7 separate regions of the Mus musculus genome follow, and all the other regions are linked to region 1. Evidence: chromatin contacts called from public ChIA-PET, Hi-C, HiChIP or PLAC-seq and promoter capture Hi-C data. All regions are on one chromosome and are shown on one strand. The core of a region is the stretch at or near the end of the contact, and the rest is flanking DNA. Distances in the headings are between cores, read along the strand shown. Region 1 holds the start of Katnb1 (katanin p80 (WD40-containing) subunit B 1). Region 2 has its middle 20 kb from the start of 9330175E14Rik. Region 3 holds the start of Mt2 (metallothionein 2). Region 4 holds the start of Slc12a3 (solute carrier family 12, member 3). Region 5 holds the start of Bbs2 (Bardet-Biedl syndrome 2 (human)). Region 6 holds the start of Nup93 (nucleoporin 93). Region 7 holds the start of Herpud1 (homocysteine-inducible, endoplasmic reticulum stress-inducible, ubiquitin-like domain member 1).

Region 1 (3,966 bases), core at 1,052-3,551:
AAGAAGAAGAAGGAGAAGAAGAAGAAGAAAAGAAGACCTTGCCTGTAATCTTCTCCAGGGCATGACACACTCAAGACAGGTCTCACAGCGGCTGTGGTTGCCTGTACTACCTGGGCCAGTGGTTAGGCAATCATGTATCAGGGAGGGACTCCTGGGGCTCTCTTCTTGTTGAATTACTGGCTGCTGCTGAATTCCGGTTGCGGGGCAGTCATTGTTTTCACTCAAAGATGAGCCCAGTAAGCTTTAATGCATAGTTCCAAACCCATGGTTAAAGCCAGGGGTGCATGCTCATGTGGTAGCCCATGCCTTTAATGCCAGCTCTTCATCTCTGTCAGTCCAAGGCCAGCCTGATCTACAAAGTGAGACCCTGATACAGAGGGAGGAGAGAAGAGAGAGAGGAAGGGTAGTGGGAGATCCAAGAGACAGAAATAGGATGATCTTAGAAGAGTCAAGTATGCCAAGAGTGCAGAATCTTGTCTGGTTCCTATAAAGATACTGTGCCCCGCCCCCCACATGTGTGGTGTGTGTGTACACATGTCCCATTGTATCACTATGCATTGTCCTCTGACATTCTTCACCTTATTCCCTCGAGTCAGGGTCTCTCACTGAACCCGTAGTTAGGATGACAACCAACAATCTTAGTAATCCTCTTGTTTCTGCTCCCTATAACACTGCTCCTTATAAGCACACATGCACCATGCCCAGATTTTTACATGGGTCGTGAGGATTTGAACTCAGGTCTTCATTCTTGCACTGCAATCACTCTTAGCCACTGAGCCTTGCCATTTCTCTTGGTCCTAGGTAGTTTGTATTTCCAGTGCTGGGGATTGAACCTAGTGCCTCCTACATACCAGTCAAGACTCTCTTATCACTGAGCTACATCCCCAGTCTTGTTCCTGCTTATAAGTTATGTGTATTGGGGATGGTGACAGTCATTTTAATATAGTCTGCATGTTAGAGAATGAAGTTATTTCAGGGGTGGTGACATTGGTTATGTGACTAAGGGCCCTTAACGATCTTCAGGCTCAGTGTTGCCATGACTGAAATGTCTTAGGATCTGTAATGTACATATAATTGTATAAACAAAGCAGATAAGGCAAAATGTGTCAAAATGAAGAATTTGACTTTTTTTTTTAAATAAAAAGTTGCGGGAACAGCAAAGTACAAAGTTTTGATCAAATGTTATTCTCCAAATCCAGGTCTCTTAATAATTACCCATTTCTACGCAGGGCCGACTTCCCATTAGGCTGGTGGGTGACTTTTGTTCCCGTAAAGGTTTTGCATTTAATAGGGACTTTGTGTGCCTTGCCTTTAAGAACAAAAGTTTAAGTCCTGGGTCCGATCTTCCAAATGTCTGGTCTTTTTCACCACAGCATCTGTTTCCTCGTCTAGAAATGGGAAATTCCTCCCGTTCCGGACTGTGTAGAGGAGAACGCCAGATGCAGCAGCCCCGACCAGAGGGGAGTGAGTGTAGGATAGACCAGAGTTGGAGGTTATTTCTGCAAAGGGCTGGGACCGAGTTTCTCAGTAAGGGGGGGACCCGAACTCATGGTGGGTTATGTAGCCTGTCCCCATCCCAACCTGTCTGTCCTGTCACAGATATTAGCCTTTCTCCGGTTCCGTAGTTTTACTTCCGCACGCAGGCGAGCAGACACAAGCCTAACTCATCCCACTGTGCTACTGTGATCTTAGGGACGAACTCCTGGGCTCGACATCGACCCCACTGTAACTAAGCTCTGTTTCCCTCGAGGTCAGCGAACTCCAGGAGACGTGTGGATCCAAGTAAGAGCCAAGTCCTCCCACTACGCGGGCGACACTCACAGTCTGAGGGCGGGGTCCTGGCAGCCCTGTTTCAATATGGAAGATCTGCAACTTCATACCACTCTAGAAGTCCCCTTTCCATTGGCTATCTCAGAGCTGGTTCTCCAATAACACTAACGTTTATTGGTCAATCCAGAGCTGTTGCTGAAGTGATTGGCGCAGCCGCCATCGGGTGCAGCTCGCGGATTTTTTAAACACAACCGGGTTCCAGGAAATGCAGGAAAAGGGCGGAAAAAACCAAGCCTGACTGGGGGCGGGACTAAGAACGCAGAAGCCTGTATTGGTTCTTCTGGGACCTAAGGGCGGTCCGTAAGCGCTTCTTTCTCGTGATTAGTCTGAGTCGGGGAAAGGAGGCGGGTAGTTACGTAAATCGGCGGAAGCGCTTGCTTCCATTGGTCAATTCTAGAGGAAGGCGGGGCGTCCGTGGCGACTGATTGGTGTAAGAAGTGAAGTGGGAGGGACTCTAGGCCGGAGGTTTTGTTGTGAGGGTCGGTTGTCAAGCAGCGACCAATCAGGGCAAAGGATGGAGGCAAGTGGGGGTCGCGCCTGGAGGGAAGCCTTGGCCTCCAGAGCTACAGCTGCAGGTAGAGTGGCTCTCGGGGTCTTGGAGGCAAAGGGAAAATGGCTCTAGTCTTCGCCGAGCCTGGAGGGGACAGTCCGGTCGCCGGCAGGAGGCTCTCGGCCAGGACAGGCTGGAGCCAGTGCCCCTCAAGGCAGACGGGAGGAGGGTCAAGCGAAGCTGAGGGACCGGTGGCAGGTTTGGGATGAACGAGCAGGACGGGTGTGTGGAGGCCGGAGAGGGAAAGCTGGTGGGCCGGAAGCAGAGCTGAGGGTGTGCGGAGGATCGTATTGAGTCGGGGCTCCAGAAACAGGAGAGCGAATGAATGGGGGATTCTGATAGCAGCGGGGCAAGAGAAGTAAAGAGGGTCTGGCGAAGCATGGCCAACTAAGGAAGCTCAAGATGTGCCAGAACGGGAGCATAGGCAACAGGAGAAAGAGAATCCAGCGAGAGAGCTCCTGGGCAAGAGGCGAAGGGCCGTGGCGGCGGTGGAAGGCTCCATCCACGCTGTGGCCTTTTAGAATTGAGGAGTCATTCCGACTCACACCTAGACTGGAGACTCAATTCCTAGCTATGCCCTTGAGAGTTGCAGGGAGTGGGCGTGGTTCCCTTACCAGGGAGTTGGTGATGGAGGAAGCAAGAAGATTGGACCCTCAGAATCCTCTCAACATCACCCCCTCCCAAGGCCTTTACTGTTCTCTCTCTCTCTCTCTCTCTCTCTCTCTCTCTCTCTCTCTCTCTCTGAACGTCTGCCTATCTCTCAGTCTCTCTGTTCGTCTCCGTGTATCTCTCTGTCTCTCTGCCTTTTGGATGCCTCTCATGGGCACCAAAACATAACCTCAGACTCCAGTGCCCCATCCAATACATGGGGTGCAAATCCAAGTGGACTGCAGTTATGTGATCCTCTCTGCCCCATAGCAGGTGCTGGGTTGGCAAGTTAGGACACCCAGCATCCAGGAGCATTACTGTAGGCCCCTGAGAAGTCAGTCTCTCCATCCCCTCTCCACCTACCTATGTCAGTCTGTCCTTCCTTCCTTCCTTCCTTCTTTTCTTTGAGATAGGAACTGACAGAGATCTGCCTACTTCTAGCTGGCCTCCTGAGTGCTGGGGTTAAAGGCGTGAGCCACCAGGCCCAGCTACCTAGGGAAGGTCTTTTATCTTTGGGCTCTTAAGTCACAGGTTTTCAGACCCAGTGTGCACTGCAGCTCCAGGCCCTGGAGGCTCTGGCTAGTCTGTATCAAGTGGCCTTGATGACCCAGGGACTTGTAACTCGTCTCAAGCAGTTCCTAACCCACCATCGCCTCTGCTTGCATTCTAGCCCAGTGTTGAGCTGAGATGGTCCAAGCCTGACATTCCATGATCTGGGATCCCGACCTATGTGTCCAGGCTGCTGCTTGATAGCGGATGATCTAAACCACCAGGCAGTCCTGGGCCAGGAGAGGCGGACTCTCTGCCTGGATGTGTGGGAACTCCCTGCCAACTTGATTGTCGGATCTGGGGGGGATCCACCCCCACCCCACAGAGAAAGCACAATCTGTTTTGTGGGTGGGGTCTCAGGCGCCACCCCCTGAAGCATGGCCACCCCT
Region 2 (3,821 bases), core at 1,198-3,697, 670 kb before region 1:
TTTACTTCTAACGTTATTTAACTCATCTTCAAATCTCTCATCTCTGCCCCTTTGGTGTTATCACCTCATTATTTAGTTGCTTTTAAATCTTATCTTGAACCTTTCCTTGGGTCATTCTCAAGTCATTGGCTGCTTACCCTCTTGACTGGTTGTTTCCGGCTCGCCACCGCCGGTGGTGGCCTCCCTGTGTGCCCATCATTCTTCTAAGGTCTTCTTTAGTGGAATTTGGATCTTCTGTGCATAGACTCTGCTCCCTAGATGAGCTAAATTTTCTAAGAAGAGGGTTTTGCGTTTATTTGTGGCAGGGACAGTAAGACGTTCAGTGGCTGGGTGTGTTTTTTATGTTAAACATTCAGCCGGGGAAACTCTGACCTATGTCAAACTCAGTTATAAATATATCCTTCAATCCTGGGGTTCAGAGATTGCTCCTTGCTCATTTTAACGTTTGTGTTGCTGCTGTTGTTGCTGCTGCTGTTCGGAGATTGGGGCTTCACCCTATGACTTCTGTTAGCGCAGATTCTATCCATAGCCCAGGCTGCTCACCAAGCTGTGATCTCGCTTCAGCTGGGATTGTAAGTGTACACCATCATACTTGGGTCTTTCATCTATACACACCCCCAAACACACACACACACACCACCCCAAACCTCCTTGTGGTTTCCTTTAGCGAGGGTAGTTTTCGGTCTTCTTTCCACGAACAGAAAATGTCTTACTTTCAGCTGTATATCTCACTGGTTTCTGAGAACATCAAAACTCTTTTGCACCTCGGTGCCACATCCTCTCCAGGGTCACAGAGGCTTGCTGCATACAGTTTCACCTCTCAGCTGCTCTCCAGAACCTAACACTGTGTATTTCTTCATTTCTAAAGCACTCATTGGCTGAGCGGTGCAGTTGAGAGGCTACTGATCCAGTCCTGCAGCTGACCTGCCACCTACATTCCTTCTGTGGCCCCGCTCACAGGGTGGCTCACTCTGTTCTCTCCACCCAAAGTCTTCCCCCAGCCTCTTCCCCATCTGATTCTTTTCCATCTACAGGGTAGGTCTCCCCCAACTCCCAGTCTGTGTCAGATTCCCCGCCTAAGACTCTGGTGCTCTAGCCTGGTCTCTCTCTCCTTTCACATAGTCTTTGGTTACAATTGTGCGTTTTTGTTTGGGGATTCCCTAATAGATGTTGAGTTTTGCTGCCAGACACCATGTGTGCTGGGCTTTCTGCTGAATCCAGCTTCTGGTCATAGTTGAAGTTAGTAATGTCCCCACAAATATCATTAGAAGCAACAGCTGGCTGTCAAAATCTGTCTCTGAGCTGGGTGTGGTGGTGCACGCCTTTAATACAACACTTAGGAGATAGAGGCAGGCGGATTTCTGAGTTCGAGGCCAGCCTGGTCTACAAAGTGACAGGACAGCCAGAACTATACAGAGAAACCCTGTCTCCAAAAAACCAAATAAATAAATAATTAATTAATAAAAAAAAAAAACCAAAATCTGTCTGTCTCTGTCTCTCTCATGTGCCTGTGCACTGTCTCTATCTCTCCCTCCCTTCCCTCCCTCCCCTTCCCCTCCTTCTCCCCCTCCCCCCCTCTCTCATGTGCCTGTGTACTGTCTCTCTCTGCTTCTCTGTCCCTCTCCCTCCCCTCCCCCTCCTCCCTCTCCCATGTGCCTGTGCATGTGTGCATGCATGTACATGTGCATGCATTTGTTTCTGTAGCCCTGGCTGTCCTGGAACTCGATCTGTAGACCAGAATAGCCTTGAATGCAGAGATCTGCCTACCTCTACCTCCAGAGATTAAAGGATGTAAAGGCTGTGCAACATCATGCACGGCTAAAAAAAAAGAAAAAAAAATCCCTCTATTCATTACACCTCTGCTGGGTCACCATAGAGCAGGACCAGTTCTTGACTCTGCATGTGGGAGATCTCATTTATTCTCACTGTTGTCACCCCCATTTCACAGGCCGGGAAAGTGATGCCCACAAAGCTAAGTGAATGTGTCCCTTCCATACCCCTGGAGGTGAGCAGAAAAGCAACTGTTTTTGCTGTCCCCCATACAGATGACAAAACTGAAGTCTTGAGGGGTCAAGGCTCTTAACTTCTTTTTACTTTTTTGGTGTCTATTTATTTTATGCATATAAATGTTTTTGCTTGCATGTTTGTATGTGCAACGTATGTATGCCTGGTGCCCATGGAGTTCAGATCCCTTGACACGGGAATTGCAGACTACTGTGAACCACCATGTGGATGCTAGCAATCAAGCCAGGGTCCTCTGGAAGAGCAGCCTGTACTCTTAACTGCTGAGCCATCTCTTCAGCCCAAGTCCTAACTTCTTGCTGTGTCACTGTTAAGTTAGTGTAGGGTTACAGCCCAGAGCCTGAGCTACTCCAAACTGCTTCTTGCTCACACAGGACTGCAGTCAGCCTGATCCCCTCTGATGGCTGCTGTCCCGGTCACATGACTCCTGTCTCTCAGCATCTGTTCAGTGACTTCCTTACCAGCCCAGGCTGGGTCACTGTCTACTGCCTGAGGAGGCCTACAATCTCCTGCCAGAACAAGGGTGTTGTGGTCAGTTCTCCTGGACTGATGGAATTTCTCTTCCCACAGACGGATGGGCAAAATCACCTTTGAAGAGGTGAGATGGGTGCAAGGCTTTGGGGTACCAGCGGCTGTCGGGGTCTACCTGTTCTTTTCATTCCCTCTGCTGGGGTTCACTGTTTCCTATCCGTGGCTCCTGATCATCAAACTCGTGGGATGTGAGCCAGGAGAAGGCCCACAGGATGCCTCAGCCTTGCTAATGTCCCTCTAAGTGGAACACTGAGACAGGTCCCTTACACTGTCTAAGACCATCTGCCTCTGTCCACATCTACCATAGATCTCCAGTTCCCCCACATTGTAGGTTTTAGGAAAGAAGCATAGAGTGAATATGTGCTGGGCTTGTCATGAGAATCCCATGTAAGGTCTGGGGTGGCACTTAGGATCAAGCACACACTGACATCGCCTGTGTCAGTAGCCACATGAAGCAAGACCATCCTAGGTACCAAACTCCCTCTGAGTGGCTGGGTTTCATCCACTTAGAAACAGGAGCTTGGAAGCTAGTATAGTTGTAAACAAGAAACCGAGGGTCAGTCTGGTCTCCAGTGTTCTTCAAGGTCTCCTTAATAGTTTTTAATACGCTAAACTCTAAAGATAGGAGGCATGATGGCTATGCCTGTAATCTCAGTGTTAGGAGGCCAAGCAGGAGGATTGTGAGCTAAGAGAAAAGTAACCCTGAGCTACACAGTGGAGTCCTGACTGAAAAAAAAATTCCCCCAAATCAAAACAATACCCGCACCCTCCCACACACCCCCACAAAATCCTAAAGGCAAAAGTAATGAAAACCTGTCCCTCCCAGCACTCAGGAGGCAGAGGAAGGCGTATTTCTGAGTTCGAGGCCAGCCTGGTCTACAAAGTGAGTTCCAGGACAGCCAGGGCTATCCATAGAAACCCTGTCTCGAAAAAACAAACAAACAAACCAAGACCTGGGGCCACACCCACACCTCTCTATGAAGTCTAGAATGGGATTCCTTTGGGGGAATCCCATTTCTTAAAAACAACAACAAACCAACTCCTTATTTTTACATTTTATCGATGATGATGATGGTGGTGGTGGTGGTGATGATGATGATGGTGATGGTGGTGGTGATGGTGGTGGTGGTGATGGTGATTGGGTTTTTTAGAGATAGGGTTTCTCTGTGCAGCACTGGCTATCCTGAAACTTGCACTGTAGACCAAGTTGACCTTGTATTCACAGAGAACCATCTGCCTCTACCTCCCAAGTGCTGGGCTTAAAGGTA
Region 3 (3,843 bases), core at 283-2,782, 910 kb before region 1:
AGACTAGGCTGACCTTGAACTCACAGAAATTTACGTGCCTCTGCCTCTTGAGTGCTCTGATTAAAGGAACTGGCGGATACATCCAGTCTACGACGTACTTCCATTTTCAAAATCTAAGTCCTAGCGGGAAGTGAGAACTGGGCAGGAATAACCGTACCGTGGGTTAGTTACCTCCATGAATTTACGGGACTTGGCCAGCGGTGACTGCCAACAACATCCTGGCTTGAGGCTGGAGTTACAGCAAAGACTGCTCTGGGGTCAGTCTGGAAAGGGAGCACGGGAGCCCAGAAATCAATCCGGTTCAAGTTCATAGCCAGGGCAGCCACAGAAAGTGCCAGGAAGGGAAAGGACACGGTGTTTAATCACACAATCCATGGACAGCCGTGGGCATCCAGTAATGCCTGGAATGAGTCAAGAAGGCATTGCCCCAGTTTTCACTAAGAGCTGCGAGGACAGCCTGTCCTGTTACAACCCACCCACAGCCTCCGTTGAAAGTATCCGAGTCGGCCTGCCGGGAAGCTTCCGGCACCAGTTTCCTGGCTCTGCAGATGACACAGACATTCCAGCTATGACTTCCAGTCTGATTTCAGCAGACTTAAGCAAGTGGGGAAACACCATGTACCTCCAGGGGAAGAAATTTTGGCTGCCATCTCCACCCTTCCCCTCAGCATCCACCCGTGGGTGGAGGTGGGTCGGGTTACGTGGGGCTTTCCATCCGTGTGTTTCAGAACACCACCATCTGGCCCTTCCTACTTGGCAAACACCCTGGCAAAGGGCCCTGGTCCATATCCTCCCAGAATGGACTGCTTTCGTTCTCTTGAATTCCACCTCCAGCAAAGACCCCCACCATTTTTTCCTGTCACTCGCTGCCCTCCCCCCGCCCCCCAAGAGTAAGTCTTAGCACAAGGCTTGTGTCTATGGTCTCTAGTCTCTTGACAACTGGCTGGTGCCTTAGTGGATTCGAACCCTACACTCATCTTGGGCAAGTGACTATGTGACTGCGTCTCCGTTTCCACTTTTCTACGGTGAGAATAATGAACACTCCAACCAGCGTTTGTAAGGAAAAACGACAGCTCTTACGGTGCCCGCAGCACGTGACACGCAGGGGGGCAGGAGTACATCACCAACAGCAGTTAAGCCAGGGGTAGGGCTGGTTTTTGTAACCGGTTCACACTGCCAGCTAAGTTTTCCTGTACGCAGGGTCTCCAAGCCCCGCTTTCACCCAGGTTAGCACACAAGACATGCGCGGAAACTGTGTCCCCGTGGCGTGATCTGGGCGGCCAGAGGTCTCGTCGCTCAGCATCGCCTCTGCACCCGGCCCCTCGGGCCCCGGGGCACCGCAAAGGGCGCGCGCGGGAGCAAGCAGGTGTCCTGGAACCGGTTCCCACCGGATCGCAGACCCTTTGCGCTCAGCTCCTTTGCTCTCAGTCCCTGAGCCCAGAGAAAGGGGGTGTGACTCAGCGCGGGGGGTGGGGGGAGGGCGTGTGCAGGCTCTGTCCCACGAGCAAAAAGAGGGCCGCTTGCAGAATTCGGGTCGTGCGCAGGCCCAGGGGCGTGTGCTGGCCATATCCCTTGAGCCAGAAAAAGGGCGTGTGCAGGCGGCGGGGGCGCGTGCATGGTGCCTTCCACCCGGGCGGAGCTTTTGCGCTCGACCCAATACTCTCCGCTATAAAGGTCGCGCTCCGCGTGCTTCTCTCCATCACGCTCCTAGAACTCTTCAAACCGATCTCTCGTCGATCTTCAACCGCCGCCTCCACTCGCCATGGACCCCAACTGCTCCTGTGCCTCCGGTAAGGGGGACTGCTGACGGGATTTCTGGGAGAGCTAGACAGGCTTTTTGGCCCCTCCTTTAGTAATTACTTTAAGGGTACGACCGGCTACCCCTTCCGAATGAATTCTGAAGCACTCCTGCTCCTTTAAACTAGTCCTTGAGATAGTGGCTCGCCTACCCGGGTGATTTGCCTCACCTTCCTAGGAGAACAGCGTTCAGGTACTCCCGGGTCCCACTCAACCGCGCTCACTGACTGCCTTCTACTTTTAGATGGATCCTGCTCCTGCGCTGGCGCCTGCAAATGCAAACAATGCAAATGTACTTCCTGCAAGAAAAGTAAGTTGGATCTTCTCTGCCATTTCCCCGTCACTCTCCTGGGGTCCCTAGCCCGCCGCGCCGCGCCTTCCCTCCCGGGAGCGTTCAGGTGGTGTGCCTCTGACAAGGTTTCTCGCTCACGTTCAACTCTTCTCTCCCCACAGGCTGCTGCTCCTGCTGCCCCGTGGGCTGTGCGAAGTGCTCCCAGGGCTGCATCTGCAAAGAGGCTTCCGACAAGTGCAGCTGCTGTGCCTGAAGGGGGGCGGAGGGGTCCCCACATCTGTGTAAATAGACCATGTAGAAGCCTAGCCTTTTTTGTACAACCCTGACTCGTTCTCCACAACTTTTTCTATAAAGCATGTAACTGACAATAAAAGCCGTTGACTTGATTAATTCAGCTTGTCTCTGTGCATTGGTTAAGGGCTGGCAGAGGCGTTGAGATGGGACTGCAGCAGCTGAATTTGAGCTAGTCGGATTATATTTCTCTGGACTTTGACCGCCTAGAAAGTGGTCATGCAGAAGCATGCATTGGTCACAGAAATGGGCCATTCCTACTGGGCGTGTGTGTGTGTGTGTGTGTGTGTGTGTGTGTGTGTGTGTGTGTGTGTGTATTGGGGATTAAACCGAAAGCTTCCTGCTTACTAAACCCAGGTGCTCTAATGCGCCACATCCCTACCCCTAATTATTTTCGGTTTTTAGGCTTAAAGTATGAAATACCTGTAAATAAAAATGGGAGTGAGTCAGATATGACGTCTCCCACGAGTAATAACCCCAACACTTGAGAGCCTGAGGCAGAAGGACCACTAACTCTGAAGCCAGCTTGGTCTCAAATTTTGGTGACCTTTGGTTTTGAGGCCAGATCTTAACTGTGTAACCTAAGCTGTCCTTGAGCTTCTGCCTTAGACTTATAAATTCTGGGCTTACAGACTAAAATCCATTTTTAAAAATTCAGTAACATGGGCTGGCAAGGTGGCTCGGGTTAAGAGCGCTGGCTGCTCTTCCAGAAGTCATGAGGTCAATTCCCAGAAACCACATGGTGGTTCACAACCTTCCATAATGAGATCTGACGCCCTCTTCTGGTGTGTCTGAAGTCAGCTACAGTGTACTTAAAATAATAAATCTTAGCCGGGCGTGGTGGCGCACACCTTTAATCCCAGCACTCCGAAGGCAGAGGCAGGTGGATTTCTGAGTTCGAGGCCAGTCTGGCCTACAAAGTGAGTTCCAGGACAGCTAGGGCTGCACAGAGAAACCCTGTCTCGAAAAACAAAAACAACAAAAATAAATCTTTGGGCTGGAGCAAGGGAGGGAGGGGGTGAGTGAGTGAGTGGGGCAACCAGAGAGCGCAGAGGTCCTAAATTCAATTCCCAGCAACCATATGAAGGCTCACAACCATCTGTACAGCTACGGTGTACTCATACATAAACTATTTTTTAAAAATCAGTAACAAGAACAAAGCCATGAAGAGTACTGTAAACACTATAAGTATCCAAGGGTATGCCTTGCAGCGTGGAGACTAAATGGCACAATGTGTCCAGCCTAGAGCCCCCACGAGGAACTGCCCATCTACAGTGACACTGACAGGGATAGTTTTCCCTCTTCCACAGAGCCCAGTGGTATGACTTGACTGTCAGTCTGAAAGTTCCTCTCGGAGTCAGGCAGAACTCTGCCCCTCACTCATCCCAACCCCTGGCAATTTAAGCAAAGTGACTAGAAATTTGGATGGAACTGCTCAGCATCTTCCCAGGAGCAAGGGGTCC
Region 4 (3,927 bases), core at 40-2,539, 750 kb before region 1:
TCCATTTTCCCGAAAACATTTTAACTTGATAGCCAAGTAGCATGCATATATATAATTTATACTTATATAACTTATGTATACATGGTTTATACATATACATAGTTTTTTTTACCCATTCATTTGTTGATTGTCAAGGTCGATTCCAAATCTTTGTTATAGTCAATAAAGCAGCAAGAAGCATGTACCGTCGTCTCCTATTCTTGTAAGGGGCTGGGTCACCTCACTGGGAAGTAACTGAGAGCAAATTCAGGACATGTGTCTGGGAGGGCAGAGGGAGCGGGCTTTAGGGTAGCCCTAAGCCTCAGATGATTCAGGGAAACACTGGGTGGTTCCAGAGACAGGGCAGGATGCCAGGCTTTTGTGCCCCACAGCCATGGATTACTGAACGCCCAGCCTCTTAGGGAAAGATAGTTATGGGTGGGGCCATTAATGTAAGGGCTGACTCTGGGACCCCTCACAGCTACAAGTCCATTGCTTTCTTAGGACACATCCAACATCCACTAGTTCATCATCAAGACCCAGAGTGTCTTTCATACCCCAGGGCAATGCCCCTGCAATGGCTTAGGAGCCTTTGCTGACCAGATCTCCTACTTCATGGGAACAATGCATGGCTCCAGGGAGGGAAAGACCAGTTGCTCTGGGCTCCAAACTACAGCCCCGTAGGCCAGCCTGTGAATGTGTAGGTCAGGCTGCACTGTGCCTGTTTACCCTAGAGGCCAGTGGCCAGCACCAAGCTCTCAAGGTTTGTCAGTCAAGAGGTGGCTGCAGGTCTGGCTTGAGGCCACTAATCACAATGGCTTATGTATATTGAAATGTATCAGGAAAGACGCTGAGACTGTGAGGGATGGAGATCGGAAGGCAGACTTCCTTTTTTTTTATATGCATGTCCTAAGATGACATCCATTCAAACTAGTAAATAAAATGAAAGAAATACATTGTGCCCAACACGAGGACTGTTAACCTGCAGTGTAGGTAGGCACCTTGCAGCAGGCCTTCTCTGGGTCCTCTCTCATGTCTGCTGCTTCCTGGGTCCTAGCTGCAGAACCTCTGCTACCCTAGGCTTAGAAGGGCTACTGCAGGACTCAGGGATGTGGCCCTGGCTCTAGCCCAGCCCTCCTGCTCCAAATTGGCCCCTGTGTCAATGATCAGATAAATGGGGGCAGGACAGCAGTTGCTATGGCTCCGCCCCCCACCCTGGCAGAGACCCTGCTCACTTGCCATGGGCGGTCTGGACCAAGCTCCCGCCTCCTCCCAGCCTATAAAGCCACCCTCAGTGCCCTTGCCCACTCTTGTCCCCTCCTTTGATACCCAGAGCCATAATGGCAGAGCTCCCCGTGACAGAGCTGCCTGGCGATGCTCTGTGCAGTGGGCGCTTCACCATCAGCACACTGATGGGAGGCGATGAGCCCCCACCAGCTGCCTGTGACAGCAGCCAGCCCAGCCACTTAACACACGGCAGCACCTTATACATGCGCACCTTCGGTTACAACACCATAGACGTGGTGCCGGCCTACGAACACTATGCTAACAGCGCTCTGCCCGGTGAGCCCCGGAAGGTGCGGCCCACCCTGGCTGACCTGCATTCATTCCTCAAGGTAAGCAGAAGTTCAAAGACTGGCCGCTTCCTGGCTGGGTAACGTTGGCATGATTGCCCAACATGTTCTGTCATTCGTGTTGTGAAAATGACTGGGCATCTTCCTCTAGGGTCAAGACACCCAAATGAATAGTGGACAGAGGTGCCATGAAGCTTGGGGGCACAAGTAATACATATTGTCCAGGCACCGGCAGCACAATGATAGCATAGCCTGCTGCTTATACAAATGCAGGTTGCACACCGCTGGGAGAGACTGTGAGAGGGAGGGAGGGAGCATGGTGAGCCCTCTCAAATATTAGCTCATCGGCTTCGCTGTCTGGGAGGCTGGAGGGTCCAATCCCTGTCACCTCACGGTTTCACCAACAGTTGGATGTTCTAACCTCTAACACTCTTCCGTGTTTCAAAGCTTCCCTCTGAAGGGACCAAACAAGACCCCTTGTTTGAATAGGGATGCTGAGATAGGTACTGGGATGAAGGTCCCAGAGTAGGCTGCGGTTGGTAGGAATACGAAATAGAAGATGACCATGCTGGAGTCCAGGCCTGGGTTCAAGACTCTCTGTGTCAGAGACCTGGTGTGTGGCGTGTGACATACTGCTTCACCTCCCATCCCGTGTCACTTCTCAGACTGCAGGCTTGTCAGACTCCAGCCCTCTGCCCTAGAGGGGAGGAGCCTCCCGGAGCAGAAGCATTCTGAATGCTCAGCTTGCTTGCTCTCTCTGGTGTTTCTCCAAGCTTCGAGTAGCATTGTACCCAGGAAGCTGTCCAAGGGCTGCCTGTGTGGCAAAGTGGGGCAGGCAAGACTGAATACAGACACCCAGCCCCTAACCCCCATTGCCTGACTCCTATTGGTCTCTGGGCCCCCAGCAGGAAGGTAGCCACCTGCATGCCCTGGCCTTTGATGGACGGCAAGGTCGTGAGCTGACTGATGGACTTGTGGAAGATGAGACAGGCACCAACAGTGAGAAGAGCCCTGGAGAACCTGTTCGCTTCGGCTGGGTCAAGGGGGTGATGGTGAGTGGCTGTGGCCCGGAGCTTGATGTCTAGACAGGGTGGGGGTAGAGCCCCATTCAGCCTCAGCTTTGACTCTCAGGCCCTAGTGAGCAGTTTAGACCTGGAGCTCAGTTTGGGCCTCAGTTTCCCCATCAGCAGTGGCCTCCAATTAATTGTATTTGGCTTCCCACAGTTCTTGGGCGCTCTTGGCCAAGACCCAATCCTAAGAAGATCTCTGCTTAGCTACTCACTAGTGTTGTAGCCTTAGGAAAGTTACTTAGCTACTCCTGCCTCAGTTTCCTCACCCGTAAAACTGAGCATTAAAATAGTTGTTAGGTGTGAGAGTTCTTGGATCAATGCCTGCTAGGGGGTTATTAGAAGAAATTCCCCACATGGCCACTAGAGGGCAGCACTAACATACACATCGACAATCCCTCCTCTCCCATCGCATACCATGGTACAGCCTAGTGTTAGCTGTAGTATGAAGCATAAGTAACCCTTCAGGAAGTAAAGACTCAATGCCCTTGACTTTGAAAGACAATATAGGGTTCTACAAAGATGTGGGGATGGGGTACAGGAGAAAGCAGAACCAGAGCCTTCACCCCCTCCCCGGGGGCTCCACATTCAGAGTTGGGACACCCCCCTGATCTGTGTTAGCCAGAACCAGGCACACCCTGATTTTCATCTCAGCAGATGTGAGCCCCAGAAATCTCATGAGTGTGAAGGTCACACGTCCCTACCTGGCCCTAGTAGTTGGCAGGGCCAAAGGCCTTGTCGGACCCTCCCATTTGGAATTTCAGCCCCAGTGATGACCTCTGGCTTTGCCTTTAATATGGAAGCAACCTGAGCTTTGATTTCTGCTCTACGTGGGGTGCTGGCTTCCCCTGGCTTTTGCTGATGCCTTCAGAATACTATGCCCGGGGTCAATAAGCTGCCCAAGGCAGTGGCTGGCCAGGCCTCCACGGCAGAGTGGGAGGAGGTGGGATAAAAATTGTCCTCCCCTTTCACCCCCAAGCCAGGCAGTCTGATCCCATGGGAGGGAGAGCACAAGAAACATCAGGTGTCCCCTAGACCTGGGAACAAGCACACGAGGCTTTGGCTTTGGGCACCTGGCCCTCAGGAAGCCTCTAACCCCACTCTCCTGCCAGATCCGTTGCATGCTCAACATCTGGGGAGTGATCCTCTACCTGCGACTCCCCTGGATTACGGCGCAGGCGGGCATCGGTGAGTGCCACCTCAAGGAGAAGGGAATGCACGAGTGCTTGCATTCTGGTCCCAACCCCTTGGGCTGTAGAGACTCCAGGCTAGGTCCGCTCCTTCCCAGCACACCCTCAGATGGCAGC
Region 5 (3,772 bases), core at 460-2,959, 980 kb before region 1:
CTTACTCTCTCAAATGTAAGCTCTAGAGGTGAAATTTCATTTATCGCAGTATCTGCAGAGTTAGGAAAAGTGTCCAGCACATGATTGTACCTCAAATTAGGGGTTAAGGTAACACCAGTGGGATATCGTTGCCTCTTATATTGCAGTACTCCATTCTACGAACATGTATATGCACATATGCATATGTGGATGCGAACTTCTTTTGGATGTTTGTCAGTGCCTGGGATAAGGGCAGCTCAGGAGGCTGAACCCAGGCTGTTGAGTATGTTAGGCAATCGTTCTACCACTGAGTTACATCATCAGCCTTTTTAATATTACTATTTGAATATTCGTGTGTGTGTGTGTGTGTGTGTGTGTGTGTGTGGGTATGTGTGTGTGTCCAGGCTCTATAGCACATGTGAAGGTCAGATGACAACAACTTACAAGAGTCAGATCTCTCTCCATGTTGTGTGTCCCTAGGACAGAACTCAGGTCATCAAACTTAGCAGTGCATGCCTTTATCCAAGTGACAATTGGACAAAGAACTCCCTTCTTCTAAAATTTTAATTTTGAGACAGGGTCTTCCTATGTTGCCCAGGCTAGCTTTGAACTTATGATCCCAATCTCTTGAACAGATAAAATAACAAATGTGTAGCACTACCTCAGGACTGGTAGCGCCTCTTAACTAGTAGCATCACATACCAAGACGAATGTTCAGCATTTTACTTCACCATACCAGTTTATGAAATCATAACCCATTTAAACGAATCCTTATGTTCCTGCTACGGAACCCTAGAAGTAGCATATAAGGTAACATACAACACACATGGCAGTGTCTTGAAAACTCCTTACACAAATGCAATTGTGTACCTGGCATACCTGCTGAGTCTAACAACAAGAATTCAATCTCACTTTCACAATTTCTTTTGTTTGCAAACTGGGTCTAAATCTGAATTTTTTTTTTATCTGTGACCCTGACACCCCTTTCTCAGTATGTGGCTCATAATAACCATTTAATGAACACTTAGGTTATGGGGATAAGATCTGAATGTACGTGATCAAGGACCAAAACTACAATCTGAATTTAACATTGGGTTGTTGTCCCCACCCCACCCGCTTCCTCCACTGTAAAGAGGCAAATATGGAAGAGAATCCTGGAGGCAAGCAGAGGCCCTGGGCATGAATCTGGAGTCAGCAATCGCTGCTACTCCTGGACAAGCGCTCCTTTTTCTTGAGACTTCTTTTCCCTAGGTTCCTGATCTGTCCTCAATACTGTTCAACACTGAGAACCTGGTGATAAAAAACGTCACTGCTACAAAGCTGTTCTTTGAAATCCCACTTTGATGGGACTGGAGCCAAGGACAGCGGCGACCGGTTGCCAGGCAATGCGGGCAGGGGGCGGGGCAGCGTGAGGGGCGGGATCTGGAGGAGGCAGGAGTCCGGGTGGGAGCGGTTACCTTGCCCGCTTGGGTGGCGGCAGCCAAGCACGGGTGAGTCCCGTCGTAGCGCCCTATGGCCACCATGCGGGGGCTGATTTTGTGGCGCAGTTTCAGAGTGAACACAGGCAGCAGCATGATGGCGCCAGCTAGGGGCGGAAGACAGATGCCCGACGCAGGCGCAAGGCAAGCAGCTTGGCCGGCCGGTTGCCTAGCAGCGGATGAGGAGTAGGAGGTAAATACACGCAGGACTGCGGAACGCCACAGGCCCGGCGCCGGAAGCGCAGACTAGAGCGCGATCGGTGTCGCCAACTCTCTCTACGCCTGCGCGGACCCTCCCAGCGGCAGAGCTACGCAAGTCCCAACTAGCTCCTGCGACTGCGCAGTGGCGTCGTGCCTGGTTGGCCTGCGTTCTTTGTCTGTCCTCGGACTGCGGCTGTAAATTAGTGTTAGATGAAGCCTTACCTTGGCGTCTGGGATGGCGGTGTCTAAGCCAGTACCTCCCCAGGATTCTCTGTAGCGTGTCAGCCAAGCTGCACCCCGTACACGCCACACACTATGTCACCCTTTCATTCGTTCAAGAACTAAGGCTTTACGGGGCGGATAGTTAAGTGGGTGAAGACACTTGATACCAACCCTGATGACCCGAGTTGGAAGCAGAAAACCAGCTCCAAGGACATGCACACGCACGATTAAAAAAACAAAACAAAACTAACGTTAAAGTGCTTAGTGTATCCCTTGCTTTAGCTGTTATGCCCAGGCAAACGTCAATAGTAACCCGAAAATAATAATCCCCTCAAGATAAAAGTAAAGAGTATAGTTTATTTAAATAGTTTAGGTGGTAAATATAAAGCAGTAGAGAACGATGCAAAGTTGAGGGACATGGGAAGGGAAAGAGTACTTCTCTCCCAAGTCCAGTTAAGGCGCTCCACCAGCTGAGTCAAGATTTTCAGGACAATTAGCATTTGTACAAAGTTGCTCAGCTAGAGACAACATGCCCTTTATATGAAAAGACTTTCAACTAAGAATGTTGAAAAAGCACTGAATCCTGCTTAAGTACTAAACGGACATGGCCTTTCTCCTTTGCCAGCTGTAAATCTGTAATTTGCTAGGGACCTCACAAGAAACCCTACTTAAATAAATGATGTGACTTAACTCTTTACATCCTTGTGACAAGTCGGTTCATCTTAGCAAATTGCAAACTCTACTCAAAGCACCGGTGAAGTCACCTTATAAACGTATTCATCAAAAAGAAGGGAAAGAAAGAAGAGTAAATGTGCGGGGGGGGGGGGGGGGGGGGGGGGGGGGGGGGGAGTAGAAGAAAGGAACTAGCAGGTGAGAAGGATCAGCCAGCCATAGTATGCATGAAAATGTCATAAAAGACCTGCTACTTTGTAAGCTAATTTTCAAAGTAAAACAAAAGAGAGAAAGAAGATGGGAGTGGGGTGGAATTCCTAACAGCCCATTGAGATATAACTAGAGCTACTAAGCAGTCTATGTAGCTGATAAGATACTAAGTGAGTCGTTCCCTCTTGAAACCCACATCCAAGCTTTTGGCTATGTATTATTCTATCCCTTAGCACCTATCCTCTCTTTTAAACTCCTTCCCAGCCCCTCCCCGTTATGCTTATATTATAGTATAGCATATTACATTACATTAATTATGTATGGTATATGGTGTGTGTGTGTGTGTGTGTGTGTGTGTGTGTGTAAAACAATACCATGTGTTCTAGGGACCAAACTCATGTCATCAGCCATGTTGTTTTTAACCTGCTGAGCCATCTTGGTGACCAAAATCTCAGGAAACTTCAACTGCTTCAAACTGTCTGGTCCTGGAATTCTTTGCTGCAGTGAAACCAAGAATCCTGTTGTCACTTGGATGGAGGTCTCAGAAAGGAGTGCCCAGTGCTTGGGCTGCTGCAGGTGGCAGAGTGGAGCTGTATCTCTGGCACACACCTCACTGCTGGTGGCAACAGGTAACCTTATTTGGAGAGCAGTCTTTACAGATGTAAGTTAAAGAGCTTGAAATGAGGTCATCCTGGATTAGAGTGGCCCCTAATTCTAATGATATGTATCCTTTTAAGAGGGAGAGAAGACAGAAACAGCCATAGGCACCAATTGAAGATGCTACTCTAAACTGAAGAGTGCCTGAAGGCTCCCGAAGCTCAGAATTCTTCCCTAGAATGTTCAGAGGAAACAGTCTCCTATTAATACCGTCATTTCAGACTTCTGGCTACAGATATGTGTGGGAACGATCTTGTTTTAAGCCAGAAATGTTTGAGAGTGGGGAACTGCTTGTGAACTTCAGGGATATATTCTTTTAGATACAAACATGCAAAATTAAAAAGTTGCAACGA
Region 6 (4,017 bases), core at 1,147-3,646, 870 kb before region 1:
TGAGGCGCACCGGTCACTACTCTCCTTCCCTACACAGGCAAAAGAAAGGTCTGAAGTATTGATTTTTGTCATTTCTATAGATCAGCAGGTCTTGAACTGTTGGTCCTACATATCAGATATTTATATTACAACTTAGCAGCAAAATTACAGTCATGAAGTAGCAACAAAGTAATTATATGGTTGGGGGGGTCACTACAACATGAGGAACTGTATTAAAGGGTCTCAGCATTAGGAAGGTTGAGCACCACCGCTGTAGAGCTTACTGAGCCAGAGGTTCTGAATTCTGCTGGAAAAATAGAAGCTGAGTTATTTTATAAAGAACTTAGTGGTGGGGGGCAATTGGAGAGTTGGCTTAGTGGCAAAGAGTGCTTGTTGTTCTAGGAGAGGACCCAGGTTCTATTCCCAGCACCCACATGCTGGCTTATGACTGTCTGTAATTCCAGTTTCAGGGGATTCAATGCCTTGTTCTGGCCTCTGTGGGTGTCTGGCACAAACACGGAACACATACACATATGCACACAAAAACACTTATACCCATGACATTAAAACAAAACATAATTTCTGGGGCTAGCAAGATGGTTCATCAGATAAAGACACTGATGGCAAGTCTAAGGACCTGAGTACACACACACACACACACACACACACACACACACACACACACAGAGAGAGAGAGAGAGAGAGAGATCTCTCTCTCTCTGTCTCTCACAAGCACATTAATTAAGGTCATAAAAATAATAAAATCTTTTGTGTTGGCAAGAAGTCTCAGTTGGTAAAGTACCTACTGAGCAAGCAAAAGCCCAGTGTGGAGGGTGGCTCCTGTAACCCTAGTGCTCAGGGGAGGAGGGCAGAGACAGGTAGATCCCTGGAGCTCACTGGATAGCTATTTATGCCCATTGGTAAGCGCTGGGTTCAGTGAGAGACCCTGTTTCAAAAAATAAGGCAGAGAGTGACTAGAGGAAGCCACCCAACAGCAACCTTTGACCTCCAAGCACATGTGCACATAGCTGCCCACATACTTCTGCACATACACAAATATATACCACAAACATACACATGCAGGCAGAAAGAAGTTCTGTGCAGCTATAATGCTAATCATTGTGGGCATCTTTGTATGTTAATTGTATTTATGTTTTATAAGCATATAAGGCAAAGCTGACTAGAACACTTTATCAAACAGGCATCTACCAAACTAGAATTATTAATGGTGACAACCTTGCCTAGGCCTGTGTTCACATGGTCCTCATTAGGTCAGGACGGTGACCTTCATTGAAAGATTAGACATGTTCGAGACTGTGCAATCCAAAAAGTGCCTCTTTAACGATTACAGGCTATTACGGGAGCTAAAGCAATGGCTCAGCATACTGCTCTTGCAAAGGACTTTGGGTTTGGTTCCTAGTACCCATGCCGCCTCACAACCACCTGTAATCTTACTCCGGAGATCTGATGACCTCTTTTGGCCTCCTTGAGCACCAGGACACACACACACACACACACACACACACACACACACACACACACACACTCACACACGAGTGCTTACAGTTAGCCCCACACTCTTTTACATTTGTCAAAACCTCCTCCTATCCAGGTCTCTCCTCTCAGCAGCTGCTGAGACCTGCAGCTTGCCTGTCCTGTTATTTTTCTCTCAAACTCCCAACAAAATTGTTTTCATTCAGCGCCTGTTTTCAAATTTCTTTTACCCACTAGACTAAGAACCTCCTGAAGGGTTCTTGTATATCCCAGTGACACACTTTGTTCCCAACGCGGCCACACTGAAGTAATCTCTTTTCTTTGGGTATCACCACTGCTTTTTTCTGTAATTGGCCAACGGGGCAGGTGGCCAGCCTAGCTTGCTTGTTCAGGCTGCCAAAAGACAGCCTTTTCCCTTGAGAAACTCCAAAACATGTTTTTATCTTTCACCTTTCAGTTGGAATGACACCTTTCCTGGCCATCCGACCATTTTTCTTCAATTAGTTTGCTTTTCCGTTCTTAGCTCTCCTAATTACTGCTGCATTTATTCACTATATTTTGTTTCCCTGGCCAAGCTGAGAACTGCTTGAGGTCAGGGATCTTGTCTGCTGTGGAAGTCACCGTGTTCCCTGCACCTAGAACAGGCCCAGGCACTTGACTGAAGCTCTACACCGAGTGGCCGAGCTCTCTGGGTCTGCCCAGCATTGGGAACTGCGGAAATGCTTCCTCTAGGACTGTCAACTCCAACCACGTGGGCGGGAGCAGGGCGGAGCTCCTTGACTTACTTGTAGCGACAGCCCCGCCTCCGGCCCCGCCCCGCCCCCACGCCTGTGTCCTCTTGCGGGTCTCCATAAAGTTCATTTGGCGGCGCAACGCGCAGGGGCTTCTGGGAGCTTACTGCCTCAGCCAATCAGGAGGCGCGGGCGAGCGGCGCGAGAAGCGGCGGCGGCGGCGTAGTGAAGAAGCCGGCAGCGGGCGGCGACGGAGGCAGGTAAGGTGTGTGAGGTGTGGGCGCCCACGCGGCCCCGAGCCGACCCTGGGCCCGAGTTCGGGGCCTGGCCTTGAAGCAGAACACCGAGCCTAGTTCGAAGAGGCTCGTGCTTCCTCTCTTGCTGTAGCTGGGCATGCCGGCCGGCGACTGCTCGCCGAGTGCTGTGACTAGGCTCTTCCGAGCGTGGTCCTCCCCACTGGTGCTCTGTCGCCACGCCCACCCACGGCTGCCAGGCGTCACCCGGCCTGACTGCCCTCTTTGGGGCGTGGGGGCCGTTCTTCTAGAGAATGGCTCTTCCGGGTGAAGGGGCGGCCAGCGAACCCCTGTCAACTTTAATCTCCTTTTACGGAGAATCCGACAGGATGCTAATGATTGCCGCTTCGGTTGTCTCACCTGTTTCTGGGTACCCTGTATCCTGTCTTCTGTAAGGGATGCCCAAGTATATTGGGTCCCTTCTGAAAGAAAATCACAGCATGGGCGGCATGGTGTCGCTTTCAAAGCGAGTTGAAGCCAGCCTGATCTACATTAGACCCTGCCCCACCCCTACCCCCCTAGATGACTTTCAGTACAAGCAAAGGTCAGCGCTTTAGTAATAATAACAGTAATACTAATCATAGAAATAACAACAACAATAGTAATATAAGCTCCCTGTAGTGAGCTGTAAGGCTTTTAAATAACGTGACCCATACTTTCAATGTCTGTTACACCCCACATTCTCTCCCCACCCCCAACACCACCGCAGGACATGCTTTGACTTAAGGGCTTTGTTCTTGTGGTTGGATGTCTGTTTTGTCTGCTCTCTTTCTTGGAGTCTTCACTAGGGCCATTAGAATCTAAGCCTTTCCTCACTCTTCTTGTCTTCACTGCTTTTTTTTTTTCCCCTAAGCATTTAGGTTTTATTTGTCCTATGTATTGTTTGTCCTTCCCCGACCCCTGTAGAACATGAGTGCCTACCTAGTACTTAAGTTTGGTACACAATAAAGTAGGTGCTCAATAAATATCAAATAAATGAATGTTACTGATATTATAGGCTTGTGGTGAATGAGACAGGCTTCTTTCTTGGGAAGACATCACACACATAAGCAATAAACATAAATATTAAAACCATGAGACTTGAACTGTTGGAGCTGTGGTGAACTTGGGTTCTTCTCCCTCCCTCCCTCCCTCCCTCCCTCCCTCCCTCCTCTCTTCCTCTCATTTGTGTGTTCTTGTGTGTCTTTTATGTATGTGGATATTTCTGTGGAGGCCAGAAGAGAGTGTCTGATTCCTTGGAGCTAGAGTTACAGACAGCTGTAAATCACTGATGTGGGTGCTGGGACCTGGGCTGGCGTCCTCTACAGAGCTGTAGATTTTCTTAACTGCTGAGCCATCTCTCTTACCCCTGAGCCTATAAGGTAGATGCATTTTGAGGTGTTTGTGTGTGTGTCAGAGTAAAGATCAGGAGGAGGTCCCAACTCTGTTATGGTCACTAGTCATTTTAATTAGCAAACATGTTTTTAGTTCTATTATGTGCCAGGCTTAGGTCAATGCTCAGGATTCAGAGTTAAATATCT
Region 7 (4,097 bases), core at 913-3,412, 690 kb before region 1:
TTTCTGTAGGCACACTTCATTTGCCCAGTGAGGCCCGTGTCTCTCGAAGCTGTCTCCCCAAGGTCTCTGCTTGTCTTATCTAATCTTCCCCGACTTGCAGTTCCTAGCCAGCGAGCCTACGATATCATAATTAGCTATGTTTTCCCATTCAGAAGAATCAGGTAGGGAAAGCTTCAAACTTTCTGGGGCCCAGAGCAAAATGAAAGTATTAGTCCTATGAAGGGAGTCTTAGAGAGAAGGTGGAGTGGGAGAGGTGGCTCAGGGGGTTGGCTCACGTTTTCAAAATCCTGAGGACTAGAGTTTAGATCCCAGCGCCCACAGGACAAACTGGGCATCCCTTGCAAACGTCTGTGATTCCAGCTCTGAGTGGTGGAGAGACAGGAGGATTGCTGGTGCTTGCCACTTCCAGGCTCGCTGAGAAAGCAGTAGCCCCAGGTTCAGGGAGAGACCCTGCCTCAAAGGAAATGTGGAGGAGAACCTCGGTCGGAAACTCTTTTCTGGTCTCTGCACCATTGTGCCTACATACAGGCACAGGGATACATACACACGCGCAAATAGCATAAATCTTCAAAAATAATTTTAAGAGAGAAACAACAGGGTATTAAGTCAAATGTGAAGATCACTGTGGCAGAGATCACATGCCCTGGGGGGCCAGTCTTCATGCAAAGGGACAGAGCCCTCCTAGCTGCCCTTTAGTTTCTGAAGATCTGCCTGCTTCTGCCTCCTGATGCAGGCCTTTATGTTGTAACACCACACTGGCCTCAGTGGTCTTCAACATAAAACCTGGGAAGGAAAGCAGCTGAGGTTCTGCGGCGTGTCCCTGGTGGACCACTGGCAAATGCCGCTGCGGTGAGGTGCAGGGTGTCCTCCAGAGAGACGCTGACGTCTCAGCCCCAGAATGTGATGGCATTTAGAAATATCTTTGTGAAAGATAATCGTTAAGATGAGGTCTTTAGCCACGACAATGCGAATGATACCCTTATAAAGGGGGCAGGGGAGAGACTGGACAGAGATACGCATAAAGATGATGCAGATACACTCACACCCGTGTATGTGCACGCACACAGGTGCACACCCGGAGAATGCCATGTGATCGGAAAGCTCGAGATTGGAAAAATACTCCCCAAAGCTAAGAAGTCCCAAGGACAGTTAGCAAACCTGCAGAACTTAGGAGAGTGGTACAGATTCTGCCCCCAAAGAAAGCAATGCTGCCCTAACCCCTGGTCGCAGACTTCCAGCCTCTACAGCTTCAAAATAAACTTCTGTTGCTCGAGCCTCCAGTTTACGACACTTTCTTATGGTTGTGTGACAAACTCACATAACCATCTCCCGAACAGGACTCTCCTATCACCTCTCTGACCTCTGTAAGCTCTGGACATGGCTGAAAACCCAGGTATCCCAACAGGATTGGGACAAAGATGGGCCGGAGCAATGCCAGTTTTGTTTTTCAAACTCAGAGGAAACACTGGAGCACTGCCTCTGGTCAGATTTCAGGTATCTGAGACCACTGCTGTGCTTGTCGCAACCCCAATTTAAAAGCAGCAGATGTTGTTAGTTCATAAATGATGACCCTTTCCAGTGTCTCCTAGAGGGTTTGTCAATCAAGAGGCACTTAGTGCCATTACTATAAGGGGTATGTTCCACACTTGATGCATCGTTAAATTTGCTGCAGGCACATTGGAAAGTGCCCGAATCCTTCATCCTCTCAGCTCAGAGCAACACAGGCCTGGTTTCTCTTCGCTTCTAAGGCCTGGTTAGTTCGTAAGGCTTCCCTGGATGCCAGGCTGCGCAGCCACCAGGGAAAATGCAAGCGGACAGACGTATGCCCAGGCGCCTGGGGTCAGAAAGGGCGGAGGGCCGCTTTGTGAGGGCACAATTTGCAGAGCCTGCTGATCTTGGGAGTCAGGCAGGCCGCCAGGCTCAGGCACCGCACGCATCCCGCGCTAAGGAGCCTGAACAGGACCAGCGCCCCAGAGGGCACCCTGACATGGCCGCCGAAGACCCGCTCCCGCGCCGCTGTCGGGACTCAGGATGACGCAACCACGGCGGGTTGCATCAGCCCGCACCCCCGCGCTTAGCCCGCCTCTCCGCCGCCTTTCTCCGGGCGCTGATTGGGCCACGTTGGACACTGACCTCTGTCTCAGCCAATGGATGGCAGCCACAGAGAGCGCTATCTGCGGAGCCCTGGCACGGGGCGCCCATAAAAGGTACCCGAGACGGGGGCGCGTGTCCCAAAGACGCCAAGTGTCGTTGTGTGGTCTCAGACGGCTGCGTCGCCGCCCGTTCGGCATCCCTGAGCGCAGTCGAGCCGCCAGCGACGCAGACATGGAGCCCGAGCCACAGCCCGAGCCGGTCACGCTGCTGGTGAAGAGTCCCAATCAGCGCCACCGCGACTTGGAGCTGAGTGGCGACCGCAGTTGGAGTGTGAGTCGCCTCAAGGCCCACCTGAGCCGAGTCTACCCCGAGCGCCCGGTGAGTGGGACCCCGGGGTGCCACGCCTGCAGGGTTGCCTGAACTCACCTGTCACACACCACAGGGCGCGAGTCTCCTTCCTGCCCAACCGTCTCCTGTGCCCCTCTGCTCGCCCTAGCGCTTGTCATCTCTTCTGGGCCTCCACCAGTCCGCGCTTGCCCTCTTCTAGCCCCTCATCTCTTCACCTCCCATTACACCTAACTCCCAAGGCTGTCACACATCTGCCCCACGTCCCTGTACCCTCTCCTCATCCTCCCAGGGAAACAGTAATTTGACCTTAATGAGTCATTTCCCCATCCGAGTCCCAGTGACCCTCCACAAACTACTAGGTGACTGACTGGGTGTTCCCAGTTCGGCTTGCATCTGATGGGTAGAAATAAGAAAAGTAAATGTTGCCAAACGAGACTTCTGGGTGTACCGAGGACAGACAGTATATGTGCCAGATTGGGCCATTGGCTAGAGGGTGGGGTGCGTGCCCAGTCACCAACTTCTGAAGGTCCCACGCCCATAGGCTAGACATGGCTCTTCTCCTGCAGCCTTCCGTTGACCGCCCCTCCCTGTCGCGCCGCACTTAGTCTCGGGGAGGAGCCCCCTTAACTTTCTAGCGAAGGATGACTGAGAAAGGAAGCCAGCAGCTGGAGTAGCCCTGAGTCTGATTTGACGACAACCGTGGGTCAGTTAGGAGACTTTCTTGTTCCGTGGGGTTCCCCACCCCTCCCCCTCCCCCTTTGGTTGACACATCTGTCAACAGCTCCCTAGCCCCGCCCACCCCTCCGGTCCCTGCCACGTGACGGAGGCTGTGCGCTGGACCTTCCTGTATTTACTTTGTTCTCTGATGTTATGTAAGTGTCCACGAGTACAGTTCTGGATCCGACAGGAGAGGGCAATCGGGTGGCTGCAGATGGGGACTTTGAACAGTGGCCTTAGAGCTCCAACCGGCAGTGGCGCGTGGGTTTCAGTTTGTTTTTGTTCCGAGTTGTCGGGAAAGTAAACAAGGCTTTTCCTTTTAGAATTGGCGAGGAACTTTATCACTTTGGGTGTAAGCGTCTAAGCCCCTGGAACTGGTCGGGGCAGTGTGTAGGATCTCCGTGGTTGTTTTCAAGAAACCAGGTGTTCTTGTTGGGAGGTGGCAGTTAGGTGCATAAATGATGCTCCTGTCGGGTCAGGTTGCATCATTTGTAAAAGCTGTTTTGAGGCCTGTTTTCCTCAGGTGAGGAACATTGGGCCCCTTGGATTTGAAGACCTAAGCTGGTAAATACCAGTAGGTCTCCTGGGTGTACAAATCTGTACCTTACAAAAATACCGGGAATGGACGCAGTGGTGCGCTTCTGTAATATGTCACTGGAGAGGCCAAAGCAGGAGGAGCATGTCTTGCAGACTGGGCTATACATAGTGTGAGTCTCTCAGTAATTAAAGAAGAAGGCATGTTCATGGTTTTTTTTTTTTTTTTTTTTTTCTGTAGTAGTACTTATCATTGGGTGATGATAAAAGTTTATAATAGTTATTTGCTTAACATTTTATTTTCAAATTGGCCTTCCAGGTGAGGACAGAGGGTCAGTTTGGTTTTTACCATTTGCTGGTGGTTGGCTTCACATTTAGAACAGCATTTTGCAAATTGGTGTGCA

Evidence for each region. Promoter capture Hi-C pulls out the DNA fragments that hold promoters and counts their contacts. A called contact is a pair of places that touch in the nucleus more often than the background predicts. ChIA-PET counts read pairs in DNA pulled down with a chosen protein or histone mark. HiChIP or PLAC-seq counts read pairs in DNA pulled down with a chosen protein or histone mark.
Region 2: a contact with region 1 is called in an RNA polymerase II ChIA-PET map of memory CD8 T cells, with 29 read pairs. The contact joins the enhancer-like site here to the promoter of Katnb1 in region 1. A contact is called at or near these places in 4 of 39 promoter capture datasets (hippocampal neurons, liver, neutrophils and 1 more), 1 of 115 datasets of contacts at active chromatin or transcription factors (memory CD8 T cells) and 1 of 9 other capture datasets (liver).
Region 3: a contact with region 1 is called in an H3K27ac HiChIP or PLAC-seq map of microglia, with 5 times the contacts expected there. The contact joins the promoter of Mt2 here to the promoter of Katnb1 in region 1. A contact is called at or near these places in 1 of 39 promoter capture datasets (liver), 1 of 484 Hi-C or Micro-C datasets (embryonic stem cells) and 1 of 115 datasets of contacts at active chromatin or transcription factors (microglia).
Region 4: a contact with region 1 is called in a promoter capture Hi-C map of neutrophils, with 5 times the contacts expected there. The contact joins the promoter of Slc12a3 here to the promoter of Katnb1 in region 1. A contact is called at or near these places in 4 of 39 promoter capture datasets (liver, neutrophils, pre-B cells and 1 more) and 2 of 9 other capture datasets (adipose tissue and liver).
Region 5: a Hi-C map of regulatory T cells shows a contact between it and region 1, with 2.9 times the contacts expected there. The contact joins the promoter of Bbs2 here to the promoter of Katnb1 in region 1. A contact is called at or near these places in 3 of 39 promoter capture datasets (liver, neutrophils and pre-B cells), 4 of 484 Hi-C or Micro-C datasets (CD4 T cells, CD8 T cells, regulatory T cells and 1 more) and 2 of 9 other capture datasets (adipose tissue and liver).
Region 6: a contact with region 1 is called in a Hi-C map of regulatory T cells, with 3 times the contacts expected there. The contact joins the promoter of Nup93 here to the promoter of Katnb1 in region 1. A contact is called at or near these places in 2 of 39 promoter capture datasets (liver and pre-B cells), 2 of 484 Hi-C or Micro-C datasets (CD4 T cells and regulatory T cells) and 1 of 115 datasets of contacts at active chromatin or transcription factors (memory CD8 T cells).
Region 7: a promoter capture Hi-C map of erythroid cells shows a contact between it and region 1, with 14 times the contacts expected there. The contact joins the promoter of Herpud1 here to the promoter of Katnb1 in region 1. A contact is called at or near these places in 3 of 39 promoter capture datasets (erythroid cells, liver and pre-B cells) and 1 of 115 datasets of contacts at active chromatin or transcription factors (memory CD8 T cells).

What each region holds. Positions count from the first base shown.
Region 1 is chr8:95,078,900-95,082,865 of GRCm38.p6, forward strand. It overlaps Katnb1 (katanin p80 (WD40-containing) subunit B 1), which reads left to right and starts at 2,302. Exons shown (of 20, transcript NM_028805.2): 1 at 2,302-2,405; 2 at 3,699-3,966. The coding sequence starts at 3,955.
Region 2 is chr8:94,412,989-94,416,809 of GRCm38.p6, forward strand. No RefSeq gene overlaps it. Among named protein-coding and RNA genes, the nearest start is that of 9330175E14Rik, 20 kb to the right of the region's middle. Within about 2 kb of position 2,448, at least 35 of the 459 cell types and tissues checked have an H3K27ac peak or open chromatin away from gene starts, as enhancers often do. A contact at or near this core is called in memory CD8 T cells, where this site is marked.
Region 3 is chr8:94,171,086-94,174,928 of GRCm38.p6, forward strand. Mt2 (metallothionein 2) reads left to right here and starts at 1,533. Exons shown (of 3, transcript NM_008630.2): 1 at 1,533-1,790; 2 at 2,042-2,107; 3 at 2,251-2,482. The coding sequence starts at 1,763. The coding sequence ends at 2,342. It overlaps Gm39227 (a long non-coding RNA gene), which reads right to left and starts at 570. Exons shown (of 3, transcript XR_879107.2): 1 at 172-570.
Region 4 is chr8:94,327,919-94,331,845 of GRCm38.p6, forward strand. It overlaps Slc12a3 (solute carrier family 12, member 3), which reads left to right and starts at 1,290. Exons shown (of 25, transcript NM_001205311.1): 1 at 1,290-1,595; 2 at 2,459-2,605; 3 at 3,733-3,808. The coding sequence starts at 1,320. It also overlaps a transcript of Nup93 not described here.
Region 5 is chr8:94,096,800-94,100,571 of GRCm38.p6, forward strand. It overlaps Bbs2 (Bardet-Biedl syndrome 2 (human)), which reads right to left and starts at 1,710. Exons shown (of 17, transcript NM_026116.3): 1 at 1,437-1,710. The coding sequence starts at 1,553. It overlaps Gm39226 (a long non-coding RNA gene), which reads left to right and starts at 2,743. Exons shown (of 2, transcript XR_879106.1): 1 at 2,743-3,391; 2 at 3,500-3,772.
Region 6 is chr8:94,212,168-94,216,184 of GRCm38.p6, forward strand. Nup93 (nucleoporin 93) reads left to right here and starts at 2,397. Exons shown (of 22, transcript NM_001357266.1): 1 at 2,397-2,464.
Region 7 is chr8:94,384,267-94,388,363 of GRCm38.p6, forward strand. It overlaps Herpud1 (homocysteine-inducible, endoplasmic reticulum stress-inducible, ubiquitin-like domain member 1), which reads left to right and starts at 2,163. Exons shown (of 8, transcript NM_022331.2): 1 at 2,163-2,472. The coding sequence starts at 2,326.